Linked DNA regions of Arachis hypogaea: region 1 is linked to region 2. Evidence: chromatin contacts called from public Hi-C data. All regions are on one chromosome and are shown on one strand. The core of a region is the stretch at or near the end of the contact, and the rest is flanking DNA. Distances in the headings are between cores, read along the strand shown. Region 1 holds the start of LOC140175572 (protein MAIN-LIKE 2-like). Region 2 holds the start of LOC112715109 (D-cysteine desulfhydrase 2, mitochondrial).

What was found. A called contact is a pair of places that touch in the nucleus more often than the background predicts.
Region 1: a Hi-C map of leaf shows a contact between it and region 2, with 4 times the contacts expected there. The contact joins the promoter of LOC140175572 here to the promoter of LOC112715109 in region 2. A contact is called at or near these places in 2 of 8 Hi-C or Micro-C datasets (both in leaf).

What each region holds. Positions count from the first base shown.
Region 1 is chr10:9,887,567-9,892,675 of arahy.Tifrunner.gnm2.J5K5, reverse strand. LOC140175572 (protein MAIN-LIKE 2-like) reads left to right here and starts at 1,842. Exons shown (of 5, transcript XM_072204086.1): 1 at 1,842-1,928; 2 at 2,845-2,862; 3 at 2,946-3,568; 4 at 3,653-3,734; 5 at 3,784-3,840. The coding sequence starts at 1,842. The coding sequence ends at 3,840.
Region 2 is chr10:9,630,033-9,634,955 of arahy.Tifrunner.gnm2.J5K5, reverse strand. It overlaps LOC112715109 (D-cysteine desulfhydrase 2, mitochondrial), which reads right to left and starts at 1,411. Exons shown (of 7, transcript XM_025766864.2): 1 at 1,145-1,411; 2 at 640-945; 3 at 214-256; 4 at 1-102. The coding sequence starts at 1,240.

The DNA of each region.
Region 1 (5,109 bases), core at 593-3,092, 260 kb before region 2:
GTAATAAAAATAATTTTTAATATTTTTATTAGAAAATAATTTTAAATATGTTTTTTTATACATATTTATTGTTACTTCTAGAATAAAAATAAAATTTTTAAATTTTACCACAGTAGTGTTTTGTAAAAATAAATTATTTGGATAAGTTAAATTTTAAAATTTTAAAATGATATATTTTCAAAGAATTTTTAAAAATAAATTAATTTTTTTAAAAACAGAGTTGAATATTATACTCTTATTATTGTCTAAAATAAAAGAGTATTGTGCTTTTTATTTTTTTAAGTAAATAAAGGTAATTACTATTTACTTAAAGAATAAAGAGTACATTTTTAAAATTATTTTCTAAAAATATTAAAAATAGATAAATTTAATTGAATGATAGTAAAAATTTTAAATTTTTATTTATTAAAAAATATGTAAAATTAAACTTATTGTTGCTACCACGCAACACCACCTTCGATTCCTAGTTTAATGGTATTTTTTCTTATTTGATAAATAATCATATTATTATTTCAGCGTAAATGTTGATTATATTATAACTATTTTTAATTGTGAAAAAATATTGATAGAATTTATTTATGCATAAACTGCTACAGTATGCCACAGATTTACCTATCTTTATTTGTGTATAAACTGCTATAGCCAACAACAATTTATGTACGTTGTACCTTCTTTAGAAATTCTATTGCTTATAGTGATTTCTGTCCAATTCTATTTTAATCGTTACTTGGAACAAATTATGTTTAGTTTTAAATTTGTTGGTGCAAGTAGCGATTTATATAATTATAGAAAATTTGTAAATAAATATAAAATTTCAAGAAGTTGTAATTTGATAAAGTTAATTTTTAATTATTTTATTTAAATAACTTGTCTTTTTCCTAATGATGTAATTCGTTTTTGTTAAAATAGTAGGTAAGAATGGTTTCATATAATGAAAGAAAAAAATGGTCAAGAGAAATTAAATAAATTTACTCTCTCTTCTATTTTAAACTTTTATATTTTTGTAATTTTAAATTGAAGAATCAAGAGAAAAATGGAATATAATTTCATATTTTGTTGACTTGTATATAATTCTTTTGTTCTATTGTTAAACCTTTTACATATATACAGTTAATTTTAACCTCATACCTAATGGGTAATTTGACTAATTTCTAAGCTTCATGTTTCTTATTATTGTTTTTCAATTTCTGTAATGTTTTTAAGTAGATATAAAACTAATTTAATTTATAAACATAAAATGCGTAATAAATTCTAAGTCTTAAAAAAGTCTTTAAATTTTGTTATTTTTATTAATGTTGCAAGTATAAGATATATAGAATTAGTTCTATATTAAAAAAAATAAAAAAATAATAAATTTATAAGATAAAAGATACATTAATTTATTATTTTAATATTTTAAGTTAGATATGACATCTTTTTATTTTATATTTTTTTACTTAATGAGCTCTTCACAAAGATCCAACAATTTTGAGGGACCAAATTAATTTATGTATACGTTTTTGAAGATACTTTTAACATTAACTCTTTTCTGTTATCTAATATAGAGTAGGTTTCAAATAATAATAATAATAATAATAATAATAATAATAATAATTTATATACTACTACATAATAGGACACCCAAAACAAAATAACAGAATTTATTTTTATTATGGAAAAGCAAGTGGTGTTTTGGGAGAATATTGGAGGCTGGGGTGATTTACCGGGTGGTGGGATAGCCAGTCAACACGCAGGGGCGAGGTGACGCGGCAACCAACGAAGCTTCTGACACCACGTAGGGGCGTGGTGAAGCTGACAGACTTCATGTCACCACCACGCAGGGGCGAGGTGACGCGGCGACCATGCATGCGTCTGACACCACGCAGGGGCGAGGTGCAGCTGGCGTTGCGGAGTTCCAAGGTCCTTCACCTCGGGGGGGCGTGGTGCAGGTGCCGGCATGCAGGGGACAGGCTCCCCGATAAACAGCAAAGCGTGGCCTCTTCAAGCTCTATATAAAGAGCATTCCCCTCCCTCCATCATTCATATACAAGAGAGTTTCAAGTTACTTTGAGAGAGAGCTCCGAAAGGGTAGTAGTGAGAGGTAGTAGTGAGAGGGAAGAAGGGTTTTGTAGGGAAAGGGGTTGCTGTTAGGAGCATAGTGGATAGAGTGAAAAAATAAGAGTCAGTAAAAAAAAAATTATTTTGTATTTATTTTGAAAAATGGTTTGTAATTATAATGCTCCGGAGGATCATATAATAAATTATTTGGATCATCCTATATATGTAAGTTGGTAAATTATATTTTTATTGTATATATTTTATCTGTTATTTTTTGTTATTTAATATGTTAAATAATAATTTTTTGTTAATTTTAAATTAATTTTCTAATATAAAAATACTAAAATAAAATATTATATTATACAATACAATACTATACTATAATATACTATACTATACGATATAGTAAAATTTTTTTAAAAAAATATATTTCTCTACGATATAAATATAAACTCTAATAAAATAAAAATATATATATACTGTAAGTAAATAAATATGTATATTTTGAACATATTCAAAAGTTTAGCATGTAAATGTGGTAATGTTAAAGTAATAAATAAATATTAAAAATATATATAAGTTGTTATTTATAATATTAAAATATTAGAAAAAATATTTTAATTATGTTAATGGTACTGCAGTCTACGTTAATAATTTTAATAAATAAAATATTAAAATAAATAAATATGTAAATAATATTATTAATTGAAGTGATTACATACATTTTATAAATAGATATGGTAATATTTGTTTATTAATAAATGAATAGTTATAACTAATATAACAAATATATTTTTGTTGATGCAGCCTAACAGAAATTTGTTGGTGCGTAAATTGGATCCGCCACAGAGTTGGAATCCGAGGGTCGAAAACTACTTACGCGCCACTGGATTCTACCACGTATCTAGGATTGGGATGATAAGAGGATTTCACCGTTGTTAGCTGCTCTGGTTGAAAGGTGGAGGCCGGAGACTCACACTTTTGTGTTGCCGGTGGGTGAGGTTACAGTGACATTGGAAGATGTCGCACATATATTTGGGTTACCAATTGATGGAGAGCCTGTAAGTGGATGGACTGATAGTAGTAGTGATTTCGTTCAGAGTCAGAGCATGGCAATATTCGGACGTCAACCGGTGCTCAGTCGTAACTCGAAATCCTATATAAAGCTTAGTTGGGTTCGAAGTATCAGAGATGAAGAGTCGTTGGATACTGAAGAGTCCATAATGAGATACGTGAGATGTCAGATTTTCTGTCTGTTAGGGTCGACCCTATTCACAGATAAGTCGACCGCATACGCCCATGCGAAGTATCTACCGTTGCTTCGCGATTTCGACCGGATCCATACTTATAGTTGGGGTTCAGCATGTCTTGCACATCTTTATAGAGCACTATGCCGTGCATCACGATATGATACGAAGGAGATGGATGACCCTCTTAATCTGTTGTTTGTTTGGGCGTGGGAGCGAATGCCGTGTATTGCGCCTGTACCGAGATATATCCTTCCACCTGCTGAGATACCAGTTGCCATGAGGTAAATATTTATGGTTCTTGTCAGAGATTATATTCATTATGCATGTTTCAATTAGGGGTATTAACGTAAATACACATGTTTCAGGTGGAGTCATTCGGAACGGAGCGCAGCATGGTTAGAGAAGACCGTTGAGACATTTAGGAATGACATAGACTACATGCAGGAGGTAAATATTTATGGTTCTAATGAATCCTAGTTCCATACATTACTGTTAGGGTTTTGACATTGGAATTATCTGTGGCAGTTTGAGTGGCGGCCGTACGAAGGAATAATCGTACCCGTTGAGTTACATGTACATCTTGATGTGTGTGATATCGTTGCTCCGTTGTTGTCATTCGAGTGTATCGAGTGGCACCCTGCGGACCGAGTTATGCGTCAGTTTGGGTTCGCACAGCCCCCCCCCCCCCCCCCGCGAATACCAAGGGTCATTCCACTGGAGCAGCATTGCATGGCTCTTCGCGGAGTGCAGCTTCATGACTGGACAGTTTTGCATGCGGGTTGGATAGAGGAGTGGGGCAATAGGCGAAACGCTCGACTGCGGGATCTGCACCCCCTTCCGACAGTCACACGTACGTCGAGCAAGATCGACGACTAACACCTTTCCGCTAGTCATTTCGCGCACCTCAAATACTTCATTCCGTCTGTCAAAACGGTGCACAACTATATTCCCAGCCTGTTGCATACTTGCCTCTATCCGCTGTTGTGCGAATACGGAGTAAGTATATCCAGCATGTTTGCGTTCGTGAGATTCAGCACTCTTCCGTGTGAAAAGTTCATTCAACCGATAATACGTTGCTCGGACTAACACCAACACAGGTAGATTACGGGCACCCTTCAACACTGAGTTAATGCACTCGACAAGGTTCGTCGTCATATGGCCCCATCGATGTCCCTCGTCGAATGCCAGTACCCAATGTCTAAGTCCAATGGCATCGCACCACCTGGCGTATGCCTCGCCTCGCTCTTCCAACCTCTTATAGTTGATGTTATACTCTTCCACCGTTCTTGAATACCCAATATTGACCACAAGCTTTTGCAAGTGAGGGACTTTGAATGCTCGTAGGAAGTTGCTGCCGATGTGCCTTATACAAAACATCCACCATGCTCTTGGAGGTTGCCAGTCACCTCCGGAACGATTTACTGCTGCTCGAATTGACTCATGCCGGTCCGAGATCATACCCACACCATCTTTTCTGACAACATGCATTCGCAGATTCCTTAGAAAGAAGTGCCACGCATCAGCTGTCTCCCCTTCCACCAAGGCAAAAGCGATAGGCACAATGTTTTGGTTCCCATCCTGTGCAACAGCTACCAGAAGTGTACCTTTGTACTTTCCATATAGGTGTGTTCCATCTACCTGAACTAGGGGCTTGCAATGCCTGAATGCCCTAACGTATGGATTGAAACTCCAAAATACGCGATGAAGTATTTTTACCCCTTGCGCCTCTTCATTCCCATTGTAGAGTGGCCGTGTTTCTATCTGGACAACTGACCCAGGCATCTTCTGAACCATAACCGAGAGCCACCACGACAAGGCTTGG
Region 2 (4,923 bases), core at 162-2,661:
TTCCATATAATGTAGACATCAAGTTATAGCCAGTTAAGATTTCAGGCTGCTCTCCTCGTAGAAGCAGGTGTGATGCAATTCCTCTCTCAGCACACAGAACCGCTGGGGAGAAAAAATAAATAAATAAATAAATTCTGATTTCAAAGGTAATATAACATCAACTAAAAAAGAAAAATCAGCATAATATTAACGATAACAAACAAAATTACCTACCAATAGCAGCTGTATGAGCACTTTGACAACCACCACATGTAACCTAGAAAATGCCCAAGCTGAAAGTTATTTGATATTGTAAATCCTAAAGTTAAGAAAATTTAGTAAAAGTTACTAGAACCAAGAAAAATTCAGAACAAATCAAGGACACTGATTACATACAGCAATCTAATATCCTAATTATATAGAGTAAAAATGAGTTTTAAAAAAAAAAACGTAACAAAAAAAGTTTACAAGAGCCCTGATTCTGTTAAGGCCACTTTAACTGAATGAATTGAAGGCTCAAGAATCTAACAAAAAGGAATCCATTCTTCCAAAGCCAATAAAACGAGCCACCAGAGAATGGTTAAAGGTTGTTAAAGAACATGATTCAACAGAAAGTAATGGTTAAACATGACTTTAACAAATTGATGAGAATGATTTTACCACATCAGTCACAGAATAGTCTTCAATAAGGGGAATCAACCCATCCAACTTTCTTGCTTTGTTGCCATTAATTAGTGGGTGCAACAAATCGTCACGCACCACATAGAAGCATTTCCCTTTATTTTTCATATCCCTAGCGCCATGACCGAAATCAGGAACGGTGTTCAATAGGAAATTACAACCATCTGATCCATGTCTAGGTATTATAACTTGGTGAATCTTTGTTTCAGGGCTTGGCAGTGTCCATCTTCTGTTGAGTATCTTTTCCATAAATTCCTCATTTCTAAATCTAGGTTTTGAAAGCACCTAATCATGAGAACGATTAGATATGTCTAAGCTTAATTCAATTGAGTAAAAATGAGAAAAAGGAAAACAACTACATTTAACTACATAACAAGTGGCAACAACTTCACTGTATTTTTTATTTAAATATAATAGGAGCAAATATCAATAGTAAACCCAAATAGAATTGCTTGGAAAAAGGAAAGGATAAAGTATAGTGTACCTGAAGAGTGTTAGAATTTTGAATCGCGTTTAACATGGTGACTGCTACATTCTTAGCGGGAAATTGTTGGAGCTTCATGTCATAGCACTTTCGCATCTTACAAGACGTCGGTCAGTTCATTGTGGTTAGAGTTCAGTATTCAGGTACAGAGGGAGAGCGCGAGCGCCAGCCAGAGCAAAGGAGCTAAGCTTGTCTATTTTGGGAGGTATGGCATTGCTCAATCAACAAGGATAAATGATAAAGGCAACTACTATCATGAATCGCAACAATATTTTTTCACGATGATTCTTGTTTAAAAAATATAACTTATTTGTTTAGTAACATTTTAAATAAAGATAATACTTTTACTTTAAATAAAAATTAAGTCTTATAATCTATTATTTAATGGTCAAAATAAAATATCTTTACATAATGATAATCATAAAATCTTGATTGGAGTAGTCATTAATAATAAATTCATAAACAATAATATGTTTTACATCCATACAAAAATTCTAACAAAACTATTCTGAACTTTTTTTGTTTTTAGAGGCGCCTCCACCAAATTATGTGAAATATATGTGCACCCCTCTCCTATTTCTATTGCCTAAAGCTTCTTCTTAAATGTTAACAATCTACATTGCAATTTTCGGATCTGCTCTGCTATTTGTCGTTCTTCTTCTTTTTTTTCTGTTGCTCGTCGTTCTTCTTACTATTCTTCTTTGTTTTCTTTTTCGATCTGTAGATTTATCTTTTTCATTTTTAGATTTCAATAGGCTATCAAAATAATGAATGATTCAACTTTAAATAAGTTGAATGAGAGCTTTGGATTATTCCTCTAAATCTTATCAAGCATACGAGGTTTGGATTATTCAATTTTGAATCGAATTGAATGGAATACAATTGCTAAATTAAATTGAACTGAATTGAATTGAATAGATGAATGTGTTTTGAATTGAATTGATAATCTCTAAATTGCAAACACAGATGTTTTGAATTTGATTTTATATATACAATGTTCGGCTCATTTAGCATTGTACATTGTTTTCGCTTTGATTTATATTTTCGGTTCATTATGCAGACAGTTGTTCGAATTTGAATTTATATAATGGACAATACTTTGTTCATTTAGTACTATAAAATGGTTTTCCTTTAATAATATGTTTGGTTCATTATGCAGATAGTTGTTCGAATTTGAATTTATATAATAGACAATGTTTCGTTTATTTAGTACTATACAATGGTTTCACTTTAAAAATATGTTCGGTTCATTCTGCAGTCTAAGTGTGTTATGGATGAACAATTTGTCCCAAAGATTGGGATGATTTTTAAGACACTAAAAAAAGTTAGAAAGTTTTACAAAAATTATTCCAAACTTGCCAGTTTTTCTACCAAAGTAAGGAACACGACTCAGAAGGGAGACGAGATTAAGAATCAACTAATCGTATGCAGCAGAGAGGGGAGGTGAAAATCCAAGATATCTCCAACTCTGAAGACAAACCCCTCAACCATCATAAATTATCCAGCCAGGATTTATGTACACATATTGAAGGACGTCAGTCTTTAGATAATTTCCAAAGTTATTCTGAATCATTCACACCCATGTTATCCAGACCGAACAGAGATGCTCAAACAACACAGGGAGCTAAGCATGTTTGTGCGTCGTACCATCAAAAACAACGACGAAGCCGGAATCAAACTGAGCAAAACATACTAATCATTCGCAGCAGCAGCGAGAAGTAATCAGGAACTAAGTATTATAGAAAAGACATTCGGAATTACATCACAAGGGACGTACAGAATGTTTTCGAACAAGACGATGCCAAAGAATTTGGGAAGTACTTATTAAGAATGAAAGAGAAGAATCAAAATTTCTCTTTCGAGCTTAACCTTGAAGGCGATCACTCCATCAAAAATGCATTTTGGACCGATGCAAGAAGCTGGGCTACATGCGAGTATTTCGGAGACGTGGTTTCATTTGACACCACCTACAACACAAACAAGTATTTTGTTCACTAACATATAGTTTTAGGTTCACAGAATCTACACATTTCAGTTCATAACTGTGTGAGAGTGTCCATTTATACAGGTACAATCTGGTTTTTAGTTCTTTTGTGGGTGTGAATCATTATAGTCAGTCAACACTTCTCAGATGCGCTCTGATAAAAAATGAAGGCATCCGATCATTCAAATGGCTATTTGAATGTTGGTTCCGTTGCATGTGAAGGAAGGCATCAAAAGGCATCCTTACCGACCAATGCGCATCGATGCAAAGGGCCATCGAGATGTGCATGCCAACAATAATTCACCAGTAGTGTATCAAGCACATCATAAAAAAGATCCCAAGCAAATTAAACGGCTACAAGCGACACGAAGAAATCAAATAAGAGATGAGCCATGTCGTTTGGAACTCGTTCTCAAAAGACACATTCTACAGAAATTGGAACGATCATGTCACAAAGTTTGGCGTATGAGGCAATAAGTGGCTCTCAGGTAACTAACGTTTTTAATTCGAATTATTTTGACGCCGTTACTTTTTTTGTTAAACGTGCACATCTTTCAGTTTATATGGGCTCATGTTTTGGTTCATTCTACAAAGCTATACGAAGATCACCATTTATGCATTCAAGTTTACCTGGATCACCACTTTGGGGTCCGGATGAGAAGCACACAAAGGAGTGAGGGCATGCACATATCTTTCAACAAGTTCATCACATGGAACAGCTCCATGATTCAATTTGTGAAGCAATACGATAATTGCCTAGCAAGCAGAGAGCAAAGAGAGAGAGAATTTGATGCTGCAGATTTTCACACCATGATATCGTGCGCAATAAAATCAGCAATAGAGGCTCAATTTCAGCACGTGTATACTCACAAGAAGTTAAGGAAAGTTCAAGCACAATTCAGAGGAAAGGTGAACTGCATCACAAGATCAATGCATTCCACCCTAGGTTTTACGACGTACGAAGTCGTAGAACAGGTTTCTAACTTCACATTCAACAAGTTTTTCATCACCTATGATGCAGTATCACGAGAAGTAAAGTGCCAGTATCTGCTGTTTGAGTCAAGGAAAATACTGTGTCACCATTTCCTAAGCGTCTTAAGCTTCGAATGAGTAGATAAAGTGGCACCGAAATATATACTGGAACGCTGGAGCAAGAACATAAAGAGGAGGCACACACGCATCAAGAGCAGCCAATACGAGCCTCTATTGGAGCCGAGAAGCAAGAGATTCGACAATTTGGTGTTTCGATCTCACAATATTTGTGAATTTGCATAGAGTTCGAGGAGCTGACACAAGTTCTGCACCGGGCTTTTAACAATGTCTTGGCCGAGATGCAAGAATATCAAGCGAGAAAAAAGTTTGTTATCTCACGAAGAAGCGACATTGAGCGATGTGAACGACCTCCAAAGCTCGCCACATGTGAGAACAAGAGGTCGCCACAAGAACAGACTGGGATCAAACTTGAAAAAAAGATCTCAAACGCCACAAAGAAAAAGAAAAAGCTAGCTCCAAGCGAGGTAACATTGATTTGCTTTCAATTAAGATTTTTACTTTTTTCGTTGACCACTGAGCCTAATATACTCTACTTCTAATCCCTCTCCATCCTCCATTAAGGGTTCTACCCCAGCGTAAACCCTTATCTGGAAGACTATTAATCCCTGAAAATGATAAAAAAAAGTAAGGATGAAGTGAATGTAAATCACCAACTATAATGAACCAAACTCTGTTCATGTTACAAAACGTGATAAACATTCAATCAGCAAGAAAAACATTTCTGCATGCAAATGAACTTAAT